Regions from separate parts of the Gossypium arboreum genome. Here region 1 is linked to region 2. The links are chromatin contacts, called in public Hi-C maps. All regions are on one chromosome and are shown on one strand. The core of a region is the stretch at or near the end of the contact, and the rest is flanking DNA. Distances in the headings are between cores, read along the strand shown.

Evidence for each region. Hi-C and Micro-C count contacts between places; a contact is called where the count stands out from the background.
Region 1: a contact with region 2 is called in a Hi-C map of leaf, with 4 times the contacts expected there. The contact joins the promoter of LOC108472511 here to the promoter of LOC108473009 in region 2. A contact is called at or near these places in 2 of 5 Hi-C or Micro-C datasets (both in leaf).

The regions. Positions count from the first base shown.
Region 1 is chr11:90,813,876-90,820,873 of ASM2569848v2, forward strand. LOC108472511 reads left to right here and starts at 4,200. Exons shown (of 2, transcript XM_017774049.2): 1 at 4,200-4,537; 2 at 4,620-4,960. The coding sequence starts at 4,363. The coding sequence ends at 4,813.
Region 2 is chr11:90,673,729-90,680,859 of ASM2569848v2, forward strand. LOC108473009 reads right to left here and starts at 3,629. Exons shown (of 8, transcript XM_053022304.1): 1 at 2,959-3,629; 2 at 1,681-2,727; 3 at 1,476-1,566; 4 at 1,225-1,382; 5 at 1,060-1,111; 6 at 863-942; 7 at 677-770; 8 at 1-461. The coding sequence starts at 2,610.

The DNA of each region.
Region 1 (6,998 bases), core at 2,950-5,449, 140 kb after region 2:
GGGAAAAGAGAAAGTGAACGAAGATATTGATTAAATTCGATAAATAGTGGTTTGTATTTCTATAAACCGAGCTTAATCGTTATTGCTATATTTGATATTTATATTGTATGAAAATGTGAATGAGGTAAGTATTTTTACCATATTGAAATGAATGTGATTTTGAATACCCTATTAACAATGTCGGGCTAGTCGGATATAGTTGACATGTCATAGGAATTGGAAGTATTGGGATATTCCGACATTGAGTCGATGAGACACTATGTGTCGACTCTCATTAAAGTTCGGATTTGTTCCGATGAAGTACTTTGTGTACTATAATGTTAAAGTTCAATTTGTTCCGATGAAGCACTATATGCTTATCCGGAGTGTGGGTTGGATCCGTGTATCCGTTAGTGTCCGAGTTATGTTAATAAGGGTAAATAAAGTAAAGATTATTAAAGTACTGATTGATATTGAATAATAGCAATAATGTGTTTGAATTACCATGTTTTAAAGTTGATTAAGCTATTGTTTATAGAAATAGCACTGAGAGTATTCTCAGCGTATGGTTTGTTTCCGTGTGCAGGCTAGGTATGCGAAAGTATAAGGACTCAAGATACAAGCCGATCCCGAACTCAAATTGGTGAAGTTTCTATCTTTTGGAAAATGGCATTGTACCTAGGATGTCTTTTGGTCATTTTGAAAGTATCTAAGTTGTTAAGTGATATTTTGGTATGTTTTGTAAATGTTACCAAAACCTTAAGTATGGTATGTTTTGATATGTTAGTGAAGAGTAATAAGAGGAAGTGTTGGTAAATATTGTAGAGAGAAGAAATGAAGATGTTATAAACTTAGTTATCAACATTTTATACTAAAACAGATTTGGACAGTAACAGTAGTCCAACTTTGAAAATATACCAAAAATAGTATAAAGTGAATTAGATGATGAATAAAATATTTAATTGAAGCTTAATGAATCTATTTTTATATGGAAGAAACAAAATACGTAAAAGAGTTGTATTTTATGAGATATTTACGTTTTGGTGAAACAGGGTTAGAGAAATTTCTAGATTCCCTATTTTGACTTTAGAAATTCACAATAAATTGTGTATTAAGAATTAGGACTCAAACTTTATATGTATGGATTTCTTATTGAGTCTATTTTTAATTGAAACAAATGGCATAGTCATTGGATTTCTGTACAGGAAGAAATTTGATTCGTAGTGCACAAGGGTCAGAGTAGCCGAACCCTGAAACAGGGGAGAATTTTTCTAATAAACTGTACTAATTGGCCTGACCAAAAATTCTAGAAAAAACTTAGTAAGTAGATATATGAGTCTAGTTTCAGGTAAAATTTACGGAATTGGATTTCGAGTTTCGTAACTCGAGATATGATTTTTTTAGCGACCGTGACGCAGATGGATAGTTTACTACGAAAACTGTTTAAGTGCTAAGATAAGTTTTGTAATGTCTCCTGCTTGACTCCGGCAACGGTCTCGGGTAGGGGGACGTTAAATATAAAACTAGTCATCAACCTAATTGTCCTTCATTCTACTAACATTGTAACACCCAAAATTGGCGAGTCCTGAGTCTGGACAGTGCCCCAAAGAAAATCTGATGGGCGTGGTCCTATACGCCAAGATGTCATTTCTTGCACACTAATAGGGCATATAGGCAATGATAGGATGTAAGGAATGGAACGACCTCTAAAAGTGTATGATGGTGAAAACGGAAAGATTGGAAAAGATATTAAAGATTTTTGAGTTATAAGAAGAGGTTGCCAAGTTAAGGTACGCCCAGTCTTTCCAGTTAAGGTATAAGTTACGTATGAACAAGATAGTTAGATGGAACGATGGGTCAAATCAAAGATATGAAAAGATTTTAGATTTTAGTATACGCTTCTCTACAACTATAAGCCACTAATAAGAGCAACCTTGAAAATTAATGACGCGTGTCAAGTTCTACTAGAAGAGCATGGGTTTTCTCTATAAGGTATTGTAACTTAGTTTAGAAGGAAATACGTTATCTTCTCCCTTCTATTCGGTAACAGCCAGTGATGCCTAGCTCTAGAAGTTGATCCAGAATTTCTTGTTAAGCTAAAACTAAGGATCAGAATTAATGTATAGGATGGTTTCCTCGCCCGAGGTAAGTATTCTAGACTTACATATGGCTTTCTACGATAGTAAGCTAGCCTATGTTTGTAAATGAAAAGATATAATGGTAAAATGTAATAGCCCATTTCTAGTGGTGTCAGAAATAGTGGTTTTGGGACCACAATTCCGACATGTGAGTCCATAATATTAATTATGTAATATTTATGAAGTCATTCGTGTCATATTAAGATATCGTTTAGAAGTTTTGACGTTTGGTTAGTTAATTAATGAAAAAGGATTAAATCGTAAAAGTTGGAAAAGTTTCTTGCTATTGATTTTTTTCTTTTCTTAGCTAAATGGCCTAAATGGTTAAAGTTGGAGGATTTATGTTGTAATTAAAGCATAACTTAGTAATATGCACAATTAGTGGAAGAAAAGAATTAAAATTTAGTGCCTTATAATATTTTTGTTAAACTAAACAAAAGATAAAATAATAAAAGCAAAAGAAAGTGACATTCATCTTCTTCATTCTCCCATTTTTCAACCGAACAACCTTGTTGCTAAACCTACAAGCTTCGGTATTGTCTCTATGCTTGTATGTAAGTGTTCTCTTGGTCAATTTTTAGTGAATTTTGTATTTTTGTGATCATTGTATTGATATCTAACTAGAATAGGGGTTATTTTGCAAAACTTTCAAAGTTTATAAAGTTTTCCATTAATTTCCTTGAAGTTTTCTTGATGTTTACTCTTGAGCTTGAAGCTTGATGATGATTTTGGTCTAGTTTGTAAAGAATTTTGATTAGTTTTCATGTTTAGGGATTAAAGTGAAAATAAGTTAAATTAGACATGGTTTTCGTGGAAAATTTCAGCATGTAAGGACTATTTTTGGGTGTTAATGAATTCGACACATGGATATAGGGATTAATTGAGAAAATAATCTTGTTTTAGTCTTAGGGACCAAATTGATTAAAGTGTAAAAGTTTAGGGCAATTGTGAAAAATTATAAATAGGAAGACATTTGTATTAAATTAAATATTACATGAAGTTGAAGCTAATAAATTGAAATAAACTACTTTATAGATCAAGAACCAGTAGATAATCGTGAAAAAGGAAAAGTTACTAAATTGTCCCTGAATTTGGCTATTTTTGCATTTTAGCCCTGGTAAGTTCATACGGTTTAATTTAGTATAATTTGCAATGTTATATTGACTTGTAAATTATGATTTGTTTAAAAATTGTATATATACAATGTATTATTCATAAAGTTTATTCAAGATGGGAAATGTAATTGATTTGTAAGGTATTATGAGGTTTTATGTATCGAGCCCAGATGAACATAGGATAGGATACAATTGGCATGACAATAGGTTATATTGCGTGCTGTATGGGATTGAATTGTGATGAGATAATGACTCTTGACTTGTTATTATCCATTGAATATACTAGAGTCAAGCATTTGTTGTGGACTATCGTGTTAAATTTACAGTGATTCTAATGTGTTACTGGGGAAGGATGTAAAGCCTACGGTCTAGGCACTTGGTGCCTAGGCTTGTTCTCAGTTAGTTTAGCTCGTTTGAGCTTTCTAACATGTCTTGGATGGATAACTGCATATCTGCATCTGTTTATATCATTCATTGGGAAGATTTTCAATGGTTAAATGACTAGTTTTTGAATTATACAAACGCTTACATGATTTTTCAATGTTATAGCGTGACTTGATATTGAATAATCTTGTATGATTGATTAGATTAGGCAACTTATATATATATATATACAAAGCTCACATGTTGATTAGTTGTGGTTGACAGGATTAATGTTTATTAACATTGTTATTATATGATTTACTATGTTTATACGGTAAATTTTATCATTTCGACCTGTGAACTTACTAAGCTCTATTGAAGCTTACTCGTGTATTTTTCCTTGTAGATATTGTTTTGTGGAATCGGGTGAACTTACTAAAATATTTGATTTCAAAAAGTTGATTGACTAAATTGAAAAATCAATAGTTGAGTGACAAAAAAAACTAATGACATAATTGGGTGACTATTTTTGTAGTTTACCCTTTTAATTTTGCTCACAAATCAGGGCCACCTTTTATTATGCCATTAGGCCCATTTGAAGAAAAAAGAAACCAGTCCTAGCCCACGAATCAGTATTGGAATACAGAATTTGGAAATGTAAAGTATTGCCTACACCATAAATACCATAACCAAGAAGCAATCCGGAAATCAATTTTTAAAATTTGAATTTAAACAGAAGCTTTGGGAGAGGAGAAGAATCGAGAAAAATGGCAACAACATCGAAGAACATGAATGTTTTCTACAGGCAGAAGAAGAACGGCACTACCTCTACCGGAAAAAAATCAACTAAAAGCCCATCTCCCAAACACGCCGCTACTTTCGGTTCCGAAATCACCCAACCCCCTGCTCTTGTTTCTCATGGCGGTTCACTCGATCTCAAAGGTCACTCTTTTTTCCTTTTCTTTCTGGAAATGGATATTTACAAAAAGCTAAAATTATTGTTTCTTTTCTTTGAGGGGAACAGATGATTTTGATGAACAAGAGCAAGTGTTAAGGCAATTTGATATGAACATGGCATACGGGCCGTGTATGGGGATAACGCGGCTGGATCGGTGGGAAAGAGCTCAAAGAATGGGGCTAAACCCTCCTAAAGAGATTGAAAGCCTTTTGAAAGGTGGGAAAGTGAAGTTAGAAAGTTTATTTGATGGTCGTGTTTAGTTAATTAGTAGGTAGCATAATAGTAGTATTATGTATGTTTAGCTAAAATCAGACAGCTTCTGGCTGTGCTTCTGGTTGGGTGTTTTTAAATGTTGTGATGAATCTGGAAAGTTGTTTTGGTCTTAATCCATGTGGGATTTTATGAAATTTGCACTAGCAAATTGCTTGTTGTAGTATGAGTGAGTTATTTGGCTGTTCCAAGCTCGGATTCTAAATCCCCTTTCCTAACAACTCCTCGGTGAATGAAAATTGATCTTAGTTGCTTAGCTTCTGAAACTCACATCTGCAGGTTGATATTTGATGCGGGAATTCAGACCATTTTTTCAAGGAAGATGAATTGAAATCTCTGACTTGTTACAATTACTCATCTACAATAGTTTTTAAACTCTAAGAAAGCCTATATAAGTACAAAATAGTTACTAGCACAAGAAACTCAAGTAAAACCAAATTATGTTATCTCGACATACATAAGTGTTATCTATTTATGAGCAAAACATTTGAATCGAAGCAAAATGACTTCCATTTTGAATTTCGAATAAAGGATTCCATATCCAAGTAAAATCAGTCAGCTTTGTCTGTAAAGGATTAAAGATAAGGATATGCCGATCCTTCCTCCTCCATCTGAGAATCATTTGCCGGCTGAGTATCATGCCATGGACTAAGCCAAGAACACCATCCCGCAACTGCTCTTAAACTGTCCTTAACAACCATCTCAAGTGTTGTCCCAACAACCTGTCCAAAGTGATGTTTGAACAATGAATGTAAGATGTTGTCCTAACATACTGTCCTAAGAGATGTTTGGAGAGTGTAACATTAAAGTATTGGACAGTTAAGACCCCAACAGTATTTTATAATGCACAACATTATATAGTAGAGTGTTTCAAGTAACTTTGCATGTTTACCGAGGCCATTCCCCATTTATGATCTTATTACGAGACGCCAAAATCTCATCCATTGAACTTTTCATCGTATACGACAAAAACCATCCTTCTTGCAAAATACTTCCATTTACATCTTAAATTCCAAAATATCTAAAGAAGAATTAAGTCCAGTATTAGTACGGTGCATGCACTTGCAAGGAAAACCAGAATCTCAACTGTCTCTCTTCCTATGTAGATTTTTATTATATTCTTCTTTTATATAAACTCTTCAATGAAAACAAGGTCAAGTCAATCAAACTATTATTAGATATCCTCAATTACCATGGAAGATCACACTCAAGACGTCTCACATGGGCTTGTTTTGTTGCTCTATTTTGGTTGTTTTCTAATACCAAAGATTCTAGGTGGTTTTATCAGAATATAATTGGTCTCTATTTACCCAAAGCTTTTCTCAGTTGATTTAAAGTGAGTTTTATAGTTAATTTACAAGAATAACAAGAACGAAATGGGGTCATCCACCAAGTCATTACTTGTTCAAAAATAGTCATGCATTCTCTTTATTGGTTGAGGCGAAGGCGGGAAAGTATAAATTTAATACATTTCAAGCTGGAGGTCACCAATGGTGAGTGCTGAAACTTATTAAACTTTCATATAATTGCATCACTATCTAATTCCATTAGTATTTTATATATGTATTGTAACAGGAGATTGGTACTTTATCCGAGTGGAAACAAAAGAGAAATGGAAATGGTTACATCTCCTTATAATTGGAAATTGAAAACACAAACAATATCTCTCTTAATTGGTAAGTTAATGTCGATTTTAAGTTATTTGTGTTCGACCAGACTGGGGACCATTACTTGGCCATTAAAGGTTGATTGCTACCCTTTAGAATGGAGTTTTATTTTAATTCTGTATAATATGTTATTACGTTTGGTGTTCTATATATTTTATTTGGCTATTATATACAGGAATTCAATGGTTATCCTAAAAGAGATTCCAGGTGCAAGGATACACATTTATCTGTATTTCTGGAGCTATCTAAGCCCCATATCAACTTCTACCCAAGCTTGAAGTATTTGTGAAATACAAGCCAGGACTGAGGAACCAACTCAAATCTGATCACTTGGAAATGATATGTAAACTCCGTATCTCTAACTTTCTTCATTTTTTTTTTCTCTCTATTGCTGGCTTGTAATTTATAGTAAATAGAAATTTTGACTGAAAAAAATTCTTTTATATAAATAAGGAAATTATGTCTTAAAATTTACTTTTTTTTAACTTTTATTCATTTTGTCAATCCT
Region 2 (7,131 bases), core at 2,379-4,878:
TTCCGGAAGGCTCATGTGGTCGTTGGCACCAGTGTGACAGAGTTGCTGCTGGTCATACGTGTAACTCTCACGCTCCACAACTGTTGCATCCCACAAAGGAAGCTTTTCTTCAGGCCATGTGGCGGAGCCCTTGGATGACCCAGACCCATCAATGGAGAACCAGTTACCAATGGAGAACTGTTCTGAATCTCTGATCCAGGAACCACCCTCCATTCGACCTTCTCTTGGTGCTCGTGCCGAGTGCCTCTGATCTGGACCCTGGCCTAACCAAGGTATTGCGACAGACACATCCTGGCAAAAGAAGTGCTCACAAGAACGAACAGATTTTGCATGTTTTGATGTTTGGAGACACATGTCATTGTAGTTCCAGACATAAACACGACAGTCTTCTCCAACTGAGATTATATGTTTCCCGGTTGATGTAAACGATGCCGACATCTGACTTCCTGACTTTGGCAGCGCTGCAAGGATTCAAGACAAATATTAGAGATAATCACATATATTAAAGCATAGGCAGGCAACACATGCACAAAACCATAAAAAAGAACTACATAGCCTTCAACTCCAAGCGTAGTGCTCAAGTCATGATAATATTTACTATTCAATGCTTGACCTATTCTGCTTTATCTTCGATGGATGTTTAGAAAGGAGTTTTATGACATTGAATCCACCATACCTTTAAATTTACGAACTACGTCTATGCCATCGAATATTCTGAGTTTAGAATCTTCACATGTTATCAGAACTTTGCGTGATTCATCCCGGGAGAACTGCAGGTTGGAATGAAACTAATTAGTACTGAAATGAAAATATTAGTGTGATAAGCGACATATATATGGCACCAATGGCTTTAGTGCAAAACCTGAATACTTGTAATTTTGTTGCCAGAGGTTTTCTTTCTGCCATGAATATGAATCTCTGCCTCCAAATTGACACCGATGCCTATTGCACAGAAAAAAAATAAATGAAAATACACTCGGTGCTGTACCAGAACAAGAAAACGATTACTGAACAACTACAAGTAGTATAATACAACTCTGATTGGCGATAACTTATTACCTGATGCTTCATAAAAGCGGCAAGTGCCCGCAATGGAACCAACCACAAATTCCTGCTAGAATAATGAAAGGACATGAAATGATTACCATTTTAAAAAGTTACGAAATCCAAAACAATCTTGTTTAGCAGATGAACAATGATTAGAGTATTCAGAACTGCGTGTACCTTCCCATCTGGCCGGTAACATATGGCAGTTATAATGTCCCGCATGTCCACCCAATGTACAACTCGTTTCTCGGCGACTCCCCAGATCCTAACTTTTCCATCTATTGAACCGCTGATGAAGTAATTGTCATCAATGGGATTGAACTGAATGCATGTGACTGTTTCCATCCGAAGAAAAAGCATGGTCAGAATTTAGACCATGGCATTATTTATTTCAGAGGAGACAAGAAATCGAGTCCTTCCATAGTTACCGTAATTATTATGATAAAAAACATTTAGACATTGATTGCAGCCAACTTGCCACAGACGAACAGTTTTGTCCATGGAAGAAGAAACAAGAAACTGCAAAAAATAAAAGTTGATTCAGTATAGCAAAAAAGCTAAAACAGGGGTCTAAAGAGCATTGAATTGAAGTATAAACAGATACACTAGAAGGTTTCTGCAGGATCGGCTCACATTTGCATTGGACCATGCAACATCTAAAACATCACAGCCATGGCCATGAAACTCTTGCATTGGTAACTCCTCAATCTGAAAAATCTTATTAGGGACAACAACTGGTGATGGGATCAACTTTTTTCTGCCAAAACCGAACTTTCTTTTGTTCATCTTTCTAACCAAACCGCCCTCAGCATTGAAAGGTTTACTAGAGGCATCTGTTGATGTGACTCGCCATATCCGTACTACTCCGTCTTCACCGCCGGTTGCCAAATACTGACCATCCGGGCTAAACTTCATTGTCCAGATGAAGCCGGTGTGAGCCTGTATTTCTTGTCCCATAAAAATTGCTGTAGACTCCATGCATCCGTTCTTGTTGGGCTGAACCATCATTTTGTTCAACTTATGCACTTTGATGTCATGTTTCGATACCTTAGATGCACGTTTGGTTTCTCCTCCTTTCCTCGTGCTCAAAAAGTGTTTCCACCATTTCTTGAATTTTTTGGTATTAATTTCACATTCATCCAAGTATGCTTGAGCTTCCTTTTGTTCACATCCTTTAGTAGGGGAAAGTGTCTCATTCTCAATGTCGAGAGCAAAGCTCTGTCCTAGTTCTGATTCATCAACCGAAGGAATAGCTTGACAAGTCATTTCTCTCTCGCAACAAGCAATACTTCCTTCGCCATTGTTGACAGATAAAAATGAACAACTTGGGACGGCACCACTGCACTCTGTGATCCTCTTCACATCCTTTATCCTTGATGGCTCTGTAAACTCAACCAGATCCATGGATCGCAGAAAACTTGCACGTCGCTCCTTCACACTTTGCAGCTCATTAAACCAAATTTCATACTCTAATCCATGTTTCGCAACAAGTGATTCTTCAACCAACAAGCAATCCAAGGAATCAAAGAACACATCATTTTCTCCCTCATAAGAGCTCAGCATGTCTTAAGAGTTAAGACCAATGTTCCACATGAAAACCAGCTCTATGCAACTCAACGACTTTCCTAGAACCCCCTTTAATACCTTTCAAAGCCCCCAATTCACGGACCGATTTTTACTCTGTTGATTATGTAAAATAATGGGATTGGAACCCAGCAATTCAACATATGAATATACAATTCTAAAAACATGGATAGATACGAGGAACCAACTTCTGGTCCAGCAGACCACCAATAAGGATCCCAATACAAAATTATAACATTAAAAAAAGGATATGATGCCCGGACCCGGAAATGCTTGCAATAATCAATTAGTTAAAAAAAAAAATCCAAGACGAAAACTTGAATGTACCTTGGGTTCAATGCAAAGCAAACAACACAATTCAAAAACCATCACCGACTTCCCTGTGATCGTGGGTTGCTCAACACTTTAGTAGTCAATTTTGACGTAGTTTAAAATTTATCCCCTGCAACTCTTACTTTACGGTAATAAAAAGAGGGTATCAACTATCAAGTGTAAACATAAAGAGAGAAACTGGCGGTTGAAGAAAAGGTGAAACAAAAAGAACATCGAATCAAATATAATCCAGGAACGAAAACCAAATGGCTTATCGAGATATGGGTTGGACACGCACGAGGAACAAGAACAAAGCGGCGCTGCCCCGGGAAACAAGAAGCTACACTTGTGGTTTCTGCAACTAATTCTTTCTCTTAGCTTTTTTGTTGGTAACAATGGCGAGATGGTTATGAAGAAATACTGGGGCATGAATAAGAATAGTGATAATAATAGCTCTAAATCATTCTTAGTACCCGACAAAGCAAAATTTAAAGAGGAAAAAAAGAGAAGAAAAACTCAGACAACTCAGCTTTTTCAGTGTTGACAAGAAGGGAGCTGTGAAAAGGAGGTAGCATCTCAGAGATTATTGGTGCAAAATGTTAATAGTTAACAAAGTTAATAACCATTAAAGCTACCATAGTTGGTTTTTTATGTGATCACATTTTGAAAATTTGTAACAGGTTACTGAGGGGGCGTTACATGGTTGATTGCACCCGGTGTAAGACACCAACAAAGGCTAGGGTCAACATCACTATAGCTGGTTACTTTCATAGGAAAGGGTCAACACCAATAACAGTCTAGTGTCTAAACTAAGGTAGCAAAAAAAAAGGAAAGAATGAACCTGAAATGGTTAAACATATAGGGTGGTTGCTTTTCTGCAAAATAACAAGAACACACACAGATTATGCTCTGTGTGTGTGTTTTTTTTAAGAAAATACTGTATTTAAAAAATAATTAGAAATTTAACCCCTTTCAATATTTTAAAAATATACCTATTTTATAGAAAAATAAAAAAATTTGTTGACTTCTTGAAAATGCATTCTGCAAAACACTTTTATTTAATAACTTGAGAGATTAACTATTATTTTTCAAATACGTATACAAAACATATTTTCTATTTCTATCTTTAAAATCAATCAATTTCTTTAAATAAAATTGAGCCTATTTTCCATTATCTTCAAAAATCGACTAATTTACTCTATCAAAATTATTTTATCTTTAAAATCAATCAATTTCTTTAAATAAAATTGAGCCTATTTTCCATTATCTTCAAAAATCGACTAATTTACTCTATCAAAAATTATTTTGGGTCTCCTTTTAGAGTCAGATTCCGGGTTTTGGGGGTTTTTGTTGGAGAATAGTCTAAAAGAAGATAATGGGTTTTTTACCCCAATATTATAAAAAAAAAATTTATACACCAAAATAGGTTGTCAGTCAGATTAATTACGAAAATGGTATACTTTTTGAGGTTGTGCCTACTGCAGGCACAACCTATTATTTATTATTATTATTTTTTGTTTTAAAAATTATTATTATATTATTTTTAATATTTATATTAATATATGGATAAAAATATGAGTTTTATACGGATAAAAATACTTGAAACAATCGAGCACATCGGTAAGCACGACTAGTCGTGCCTAACAGAGGCACAACACCTACACATTTCCTTTTCTTTCTTTGCATTTTACAAAAATTGGTCTTATATCACTTTTGGTCCCTCTACTAGGCCTAAAATTAAAATTTAATCTTTATACTTGAATTTCTACAATAATATTTGGTCCTATTTTTATAATTTTTTCCAAATAATTAATATTGTTAATTACTCTGTTAAAGTTTTTAACGTGTTTTTTAAACAAAATATTAGTTTAACAAAATAATGATATGTTAAGTTTGTAATAAGTTTTAAATAATAAAATTTCTAACAAAATGTATTCCAACTTAACATATCATTGTTTTGTTAAACTAATATTTTGTTTAAAAAACACGCCAAAATTTTATCGAGTAATTAACAAAAATTTTAATACAATTTTGTTAGAAATTTTATTATTTAAAACTTATTCAACTTAACATATCATTGTTTTGTTAAACTAATCAAAAATTTTATAGAGTAATTAACAAAATTTTAATACAAGTTTGTTAGAAATTTTATTATTTAAAACTTATTCTAACTTAACATATCATTATTTTGTTAAACTAATTTTTATTTAAAAAACACGTCAAAAATTTTATCGAGTAATTAACAATATTAATTATTTGGAAAAAATTATAAAAATAGAACCAAATATTATTGTAGAAATTCAAGTATAAAGATTGAATTTTAATTTTAGGCCTAGTAGAGGACCAAAATGATATAAGATCAATTTTTGTAAAATGCAAAGAAAGAAAAGGAAATGTGCAGGGTGTTGTGCCTACACTCAGCATGACTAGTCGTGCCTACTGACCGATGCTCGACCGCTTTGGGTATTTTTTATCCGTAAAACCCATATTTTTATCTATATATTAATATAAATATTAAAAATAATATAATAATAATTTTTTAAAACAAAAAAATAATAATAATAATAAAATAATAGGTTGTGCCTGTCAGGTAGTCACAACTCCAAAAAGTATACTATTTTTGTAATTAATCTGACTGACAACCTATTTTAATGTATAAATTTTTTTTTATAATATTGGGGTAAAAAACCCGAAGATAATCATCAAATAAAAAGGGCCACCGCTTTGGATTCTGGCTTTTGTACTTCAAAAAAGAGAAAAAAACAACAAAAAAGATTTTCATGTTGAGATATTTGACCCATTCTCTTTAGTTTTCACTTCTCGCACAAAGCTTTCAGTTACTCAAAGAATCTCCCAAACCCAATCTGGTTTTGCCGTTTTCCTTAACAAGAGTTTCAAAACGTGTTACCACTCTTTTTTTTCATGATTTTATTTCAGGTACAGATTTTCTGATACAGAAAAAGCAAGATTGATGGTCTCGAAGGAACCAAAACTAAACAAAGAATCCACGTTATCGGATATATCTTCAAAACAAGAAGAAAAACAAGGGTCAATTTTACCAGAGGTCCTTGTACTATTAGTTTTTTCCTACTATTAGAGTGACTTATTTCGGTTTTTTCTTTCATCAAAAAATAAAAAATAAAAAATGCCAAAATACTACAGCCAAGATTTGGTACAGGAAAGAAAAATATAGTTTCCTCAAATTGATTTTCACATTTTTCTACGAATTCATCAATCCCTAAAGCTTTTTTCTCATAAAAATTCAAAAATTAAAATGTCATGGTATCTGTCAACCGGTCAAGTCAGGGTCTCAATCAATGGTCCGAGGTTAAATTAGGTTTTGCAGACCGATCAAATCAGTGTTAAGTAAACAGAAAAATTGGTTTGACACAACCCGATTTCGTGGTCGTCCCATCCCCGTTTAGCAATCAAATTTAATTGGTCGACAGTAAAAAGACCGGAAAAAAAGTAAATTTTTCAGTATCCTCTCAACTCTCAACTCTCAACTCTCAACTCTCACTCTCAACTCTCAGCCAGGGAGCCTCAAGGTAATGTTTAGTTTTTTTTTTTTTAATAATTTGGAAATATTAGAAATATAAGTTAAACAAAAAAATTGAAAATATATGTTTTGAAAATTATAATTTTATATTTAGATTAGAAAGGAATTTTATTAGAAAAAATAAATTAGTTTGGAAATTACTATAAATAATCCAATTTATATGCTATAGTAGCTTTTTTTCACAAAAATGGAAAGTAAGCTTTGTTATACAAGTTCATATTTTGACATTTGGCACTACATTTTGTTGCCACGTGAATTTTAATTATAGTCTTTTGTGCTTTGTTTAAAAATTGATAAAAAATTTATCATGTAGAAATGTTAACTAGATCCCCATAAATTTGTATAAAAAAACCAAAATTTCATTTTTATTAACCCAAGTTCCATAAATCACTGTAGTAATTTATATATAATTTCTTAAAAAATGTAAATAAACATTATTAATGTAGCACCCTTCTCTGATCTGATCGTTGGATTCGAGTTACAAGATGTCATATTTTTTTGTCAAAGTAACTACAGACAGATACACAGTAAATAATTGTTCATACATGCAAACACATATTAATTACATTCAAAGAATGATAAAAAATCACTCGAGTCTCAATCGAGCTTATGAAAGCTCTTTTATCGAC